Linked DNA regions of Sus scrofa: region 1 is linked to region 2. Evidence: chromatin contacts called from public HiChIP or PLAC-seq data. All regions are on one chromosome and are shown on one strand. The core of a region is the stretch at or near the end of the contact, and the rest is flanking DNA. Distances in the headings are between cores, read along the strand shown.

What was found. HiChIP or PLAC-seq counts read pairs in DNA pulled down with a chosen protein or histone mark.
Region 1: an H3K27ac HiChIP or PLAC-seq map of skeletal muscle shows a contact between it and region 2, with 4 times the contacts expected there. The contact joins two enhancer-like sites. A contact is called at or near these places in 1 of 47 Hi-C or Micro-C datasets (heart right ventricle) and 1 of 2 datasets of contacts at active chromatin or transcription factors (skeletal muscle).

Annotation. Positions count from the first base shown.
Region 1 is chr14:81,527,002-81,529,873 of Sscrofa11.1, reverse strand. All of the region lies in intron 4 of ZMIZ1 (zinc finger MIZ domain-containing protein 1), which reads right to left. Among named protein-coding and RNA genes, the nearest start is that of TRNAK-UUU, 73 kb to the left of the region's middle. Within about 2 kb of position 1,328, at least 5 of the 83 cell types and tissues checked have an H3K27ac peak or open chromatin away from gene starts, as enhancers often do. A contact at or near this core is called in skeletal muscle, where this site is marked.
Region 2 is chr14:80,889,483-80,892,806 of Sscrofa11.1, reverse strand. The region is part of intron 5 of LOC102163764 (a long non-coding RNA gene); the gene reads right to left. Among named protein-coding and RNA genes, the nearest start is that of RPS24, 420 kb to the right of the region's middle. Within about 2 kb of position 2,051, at least 26 of the 83 cell types and tissues checked have an H3K27ac peak or open chromatin away from gene starts, as enhancers often do. A contact at or near this core is called in skeletal muscle, where this site is marked.

The DNA of each region.
Region 1 (2,872 bases), core at 79-2,578, 640 kb before region 2:
TTTAGGATAGGATTAAATTAGGGAGGGATGGCAGACCTAAACAGACTAAAGGAACATCTTAACCAGTATAAATGGAAGAAAGTGACTGAGGTTAAGAAAGCACTGTAGTTTGATGCCTTCCTCATCTTTTTTTTTTTTTTTTTTTTTTTTTGGCTTTTCTTTAGGGCCGCACCCACGGCATATGGAGGTTCCCAGGCTAGGGGTCCAATAGGAGCTACAGGCTGCTGGCCTATGCCACAGCCACAGCAATGCCAGATCCGAGCTGCATCTGCCACCTACACCACAGCTCATGGCAACGCTGGATCCTTAACCTGCTAAGCGAGGCTGGGGATCGAACCTGCAACCTCATGGTTCCTACTCGGATTCGTTTCGCTTCGCCACGACAGGAATCCCATGCCTTTCTCATCTTAAAGATAAAGGAAGCAGAAGCTTGAGTCTGGTGCCTTAGACCCCTCAGCCATCCTGACATGGATTAGCAATGAGATCCTGCTGTGTAGCACTGGGAACTATGTCTGGTCACTTATGATGGAGCATGATAATGTGAGAAAAAAGAATGTATACATGTATGTGTAACTGGGTCACCATGCTGTACAGCAGAAAAAAAATTGTATCGGGGAAATAACAATTAAAAAATATAAAAACAAATAAATAAAAAATAGAAAAAAAAAAAAGAGAGATAAAGGAGCTCAGAGAGATGTAGCAGCTCCCTGTGGTCACACAGCAGGTGACACTTCCACACCCAATCTTCGGTGCCTACACTGGGTACACTGCCTGGAGACAGAGGAAGAGGGTGGTGGTGAGGCAAAGACAGTCAGAGTGACTTTGTGCCCTACCCCAGGGAAGTTAGGAGGAGAAGCAGAGGGACAGAACGTGAGGGGGGAGGAGGGAAGAGGCAGCTCCAGGCAGCTGACCAGGACCAGCTGCTTCCCATTCTTGGCCGGGCAACTGGAGCAGGCCCTTGGGTCAGCTTGTGGCCTTGCACAGGGTGAGGTCCCTGGGTAGGGGGTGGGTCCCGAGAGCCAGATCGTCTTGGCTGTGAGGCCGTGGGGCGGGGGGGGCGCTTTATCTCCCGGAGCCTGTGCTCTCATCTGTCAGGCAGAAAGGTGCATCCCTTCCCTAACCCACTGGGCTGAGGAGCTGAGTAAGTGAAGTGGCTCAGGGTAGAGTGTTCAGAAAAGGGAAATCCTGATTTGGACAAGAGCTCGTCCCAAACCAGGTCCCCCTCCTCAACTCGGGGAATGCCCCTAGGCCAAGACTCTGCACCCGCTGGCCCCAGAGGCTTTGGCTTGACACTTGAGGATCCTGGAAGGGTAGACCTACTTCTCTCCATGACCCAATCTCCCAGTACCCACCCTATGGGAACCCCCACTGTCAATGGTGGTTAAAGGGACAACACAACGTACCCTGGGTGTTTCAGACTGGGGGCTTCCTGAGGGCCAGCCCCACACAGCTATGTATACCTGACAACCTGTTTAGGGGCACAGGAGTTCATCTAGAGAGGGAGGCTGGCTGATCTAGGAGAAAATGTTGATGTTGCCCTGACACATATCCCGACCCACCCTGAGCTGGGAATCTGCACTCTGGGTGTCCCATCCCTCTGGGGCATGTGACACCTTAGCAGGCCCAGGCTACGTCCTTGAGGCCAAATCCTCCTGCCACCTTCTGGCTAGACTCCAAATCCATGACCTCACAGGGAACTTTCCCTGACAGCTTCTCTCCCCCAGAGGTGAAGGAGGGCCAGCTTCAGCTCTGGATAAGGTTGCTAGATTTGCTCTCATCCCCAAGGCTATGCCACCACTGCTTTTTGTTTCCTCGGCATGGAAAGAGAAAGCGGCAACTATTGAAGCTATATGTGCCAGATACTAGGTTCTCTACTCATATCACCTTAAGCCTCAGAATTCCACTGTGATGTTCTAATTATTATTACCATACTATAGAAGAAGAAACTGAGGCTCAGAAAGTTCTGATGACTTGCTCAGTGCCACACTACTGAAAGTGGCAGTGCCAGGACTTGAGCCCCAGTCTGGTTATACAGCTCATGATGTTTTATTGCATCATGCTCTCCATGGAATGTGGCAGGCTTCCTCCTCATTTCCTTCCCTGCCCCTGTGTGTGAGAAAGGTGACTGTCACTGCTGTATAACCCTGAGGACAGTGCAGAGACAGGGAGTCACAGCATGATGCTGTCTGGTGCTGGGTCTGGACCGCAAGCTTTCCCTAGAATAGAAGTGCCCATGCAGTGACCCTGATCTGGCCTACGATTCCAAAGGTTCATGCACCATGAAATGGGGAAGAGGGAGGGTGGAAATAATTTCCTCAGGACATTGGGAGGACACAGGGTGAGATGAAGCTGGAGATGGAGCCAGGGTTCCCGACCACCAGCTGGTATCCTCCAGAAGGCTATAAATACCCTGCAGATGTTCTTACAGCTCCAGCTTTTCAGACAAAGAGGTGTTCTCCACTGTCCCTTCTCTACCCCAGCTCAAGACTCCAAATCCACCCACCTGGCATTCTCTAGGAGCTCCAGACAGGGGCAGGGCGGACGGTATGTCCGTGGGAGAGTCAGAGCTAGACGAGCCTTCAAGGACCAACTAGCACAGGAATGGCAGGGCTGTGGTGTGTGGGACGCCACCCCCACCTCCTGCACCCATAACAGGCATGGCTAATCAGTCACGCACTTTTCCCACTGGGTCCAGACATGCTCAACCAATCCTCCACACTGTTCCCTGCTGTCCAGCCATTCTTTTGTGTGTGGGTGGGTGGGTGTTTGCCTTTTCTAGGGCCACTCTCGCGGCATATGGAGGTTCCCAGGCTAGGGGTCTAATCAGAGCTGTAGCCGCTGGCCTACGCCAGAGCCACAGCAACACCAGATC
Region 2 (3,324 bases), core at 802-3,301:
TACATTGTGTCAGTTTGTCCACCATGTTGGACAGAAGTCTCCAGCCCCAATTAAACTTCTGCTATTAGATTTAGCCTCACTCCAGCCTGTCACCATCTCTGCAGATCTTTATTCAGGCATCTGGTACATTGGCCTAAACAAGATTCACAGCTGAGCCCAAAGTTAAGGGGCATGAAAAAAATACTCTTCCCACGATGAGGTGATGGCAGGCGTCTGGCTGCAGAGAGGGGTGCATAATTGGGGCCAATCATTCCACCCCCCACAGGCAGGGGGATCCTGGCTTCCAAAGGCAGATGACCTAATTACTTCCTGGCTACTGACTCTCTCCAGGGAGCCCAGTTCCAGGGCCTGAGACTTTCTCAACCCCAGTTTGCATCCAGCTCCTAAAGCATAGATCTGTTCTGGTACCCCGTCCCCTGTGGCTTCCACTCTTTCTCCTCCTTCCCCTCCTTCTGTTCATCCTCTCATTCCATCAAACATCTGGAAAGGGAGGAGTGGTCTCACATCAGCCGTGTCAGCATCTTGACCAGAAATCCCCTGTGCAAACAAACTTCAGCCTCCCAGACTCAGTTTCACTTCAGCCCGGCAGGGTCTCTGGGATCCTGATTCACTGTCTAATACAGTCCCCAGCTCTACCTTCACCTCTGCTTCTTGGGCCATATTTCTTGCACATCCATAACTCAGATGTTGGCTAAGGCCTCCAGGCCCTGAATACCAAGGCACACTTGGCTAGAACCCCCAACTCCAAGGTCCGTGAACACACAGATCCCTGCCCTTGACTTTTTCCCACTCCCAACGTCATGCAGACATCTGGGAACCAACCTGTTGCCCAGAGAAATTCATTCACAACCAAAAAGTCATAAGTTAGTGACTCTGATGATGCCATCAGGGTGCAGGGTGGCTCACATCACAAACCCCACAGCCCACACAACAGCTTCATGCCTAGCCCCCCTTTCCTTACTTCCTCCCTGTCCCCCATCCCCTCCCACAGAGCCCCGCCCTGCACCTCCTGTTGGGTCCTTCCACCTCCACTGGGGCTCACCCAGGATCTCAGCTTTTGCCTCAAGAGGAATGTAGGGGACTATCCCCCCATCTCATTGCATGTCAATCATTTCTGACTCAATTTTGAATTCTGGGCTCCATCTTTCCGCAGCCACCCAGCCAGCATCTGGGCTCTGATCCCAGTTAAGTGCAGTAGAGAACAAAGAGTGAGTAGGCTTCAAGGGAAAAAATTTAAAAGACCTTTATTGCTTTAAAAATTATGTGGGCCGACTCACCCACATCCTTAAATGTATGCCTGCAGGCTCCACAAAATAGAAGGAAAAGAACTCCGGACCTTGTACCTCGCCTTACTCAGCAGCTCACCCACAGTTTGGCCCCCTAGCTGGTCAGCCTTGATGGGATCACAGAGTTCCAGCAGTATGCATGGAGCTCGGCACCTACTAATGGGATTCGGGCTCTGGTGCTGACACATAAAGGTGGACTCTCTGGACACATCATTCACCTCCCAGCCCCTGTTTTCTGCTAGGCTGACATCCAGCGATCGGGGATGTTATGAAAAATCTATCCAAGAAACAGCATCATCCGGGAGGTGCCTCAAGACCAGAAAACACAGCCCCAGAGGGAAGGGCTGCTCTTATTTGTTGAGCTCAGGAAACGCCGCTGATTTCGACACACGCCTCAGTAAGTCTCTAATTAGGAAGGAGATCTACTGTCACAAAAACCACATGTCTCATCCCAAAGCCAAATGGAATGGGTTTCTGCGTGGGTCCCGCTGGTGGAATATGAGGAGTCACCCCTCCCTCCCTGACAGAGATGACCCCGGAGGCCCGGCTTTGAGGCTCGCTCCGTTGGCTCCTGGTCTCAGAGCATGAAAGGGGCCTGGCAGCTGCAGGCAGCAGCACAAGAGGGCTGGAGCAGCTGGGCTCAGGTCAGGCACAGGGGCTTGGGCTCAGCAGAGACAGCCAAATGCCCAGCCCAGCTGCCACCACCCCGTGCTGGGGCCCTATGCCCAGGCCAGCCCCGGGAGGCCAGGCTGGCAGACTCCCCTCTGCAGCTGCGAGGCTGCCTGGCCCTCCCTGCCATCTCCAGCTTGTTTTCCCTCCCCTCTCCTGCCCTCCAATCTCCCACTTTGCCTCTCTGCCTGTATCTCCTCCCTCTCTATGTTTTTCCTTTTCTCTTTCAGTCTCTCTTTATCTCTCTGTGTGTCTATCTCTGTCTGAGTTTACCTCTCTTTTGTTGCATTTTTTTTCTCTTTGTTTCCTGGCCTCCCTCGGTCCCTCTGTCTCTGCAGTGGGGAGGCAGGGGAGAGAAGGTGGGGAAGGGCTCAGGGATCTCATTCCTTCCTGTTCAGGACTCAGGTAGAAGAGGGGGCGGGATCCTGGGAGCAGGTTGAACTTGGACTGGGAGCAGTATGGGGCCGTGGATCCTTAAGGCGTCTCACAGAATGAGGCCAGGGCCATACGCCGTCTCCCAGGGCAGCGAGGGAAGCCTAGCGCTCACCTCTTATGGACACCACAGGGTGCTCCCTGCAGTGAACTTTCCTGGGCCTTTCCTTAGACCCAGATCCTGGGCTGGAGCTGGCAACAGGATAGCTGAGGCGGTGGGGCTGCTCTGATGGAGCTCCACATGCACAGGTAAGGGATTAAATGCACAATTCCATGGACCCACAATTCCAAGGGGCACCCATGGGTCCAGCAACTCTGCTCACTGGAGAGGGAAAGCTGGAGCTGGGCCTGGAATGACCTGGAGCTTCCTAGGATGTTCTAGAGAGTGCACGGGGGGAGCTGGGTGTATGCCAGCCTAAGCACAGGAGGAGTGTGGGTGCAGGGGGAGGGGGAAGGTGAGACTAGGAAGGAGGTTCAAGTCCTGTCCTGCACTAAGAGTTTCCCAGGCAGCCCCCGGATGCTAGAGCCTTGTCCTCCCATGAAATCGGGAAAGTGCCCCTTCCCTTTCCCTACCTTTTGCAGAGAAAGGGAAATGGAGGAAGGGGCCATGTGGACATGACTGTCTGTCTGCCCAGCAGAGGGGGAAGGCTTCTGCCAGGCTCTCAGTGCTGGGAAAGGGCATTAAGATGAGCTAAGTTCACTCACTGGGGCTGAGTTTCCAAGAGCAGAACCTTATTTAACATGATTTCTGTAATGGGATGGAGGCGGTGGCAGCCATGAGGCTGAGGGACAGAATATCAGTGAGAGATGAAATAAAGTGGTGCTTTTGGCAACTGGACTTGATGTTGCCTGCCCTGCCTCCGGCTTTCCTGGCCCAGTCACACACACCCCTGCCCCCAGAGAGCTCTGAGACCTGAAGATACTCCAAGCTGTCATT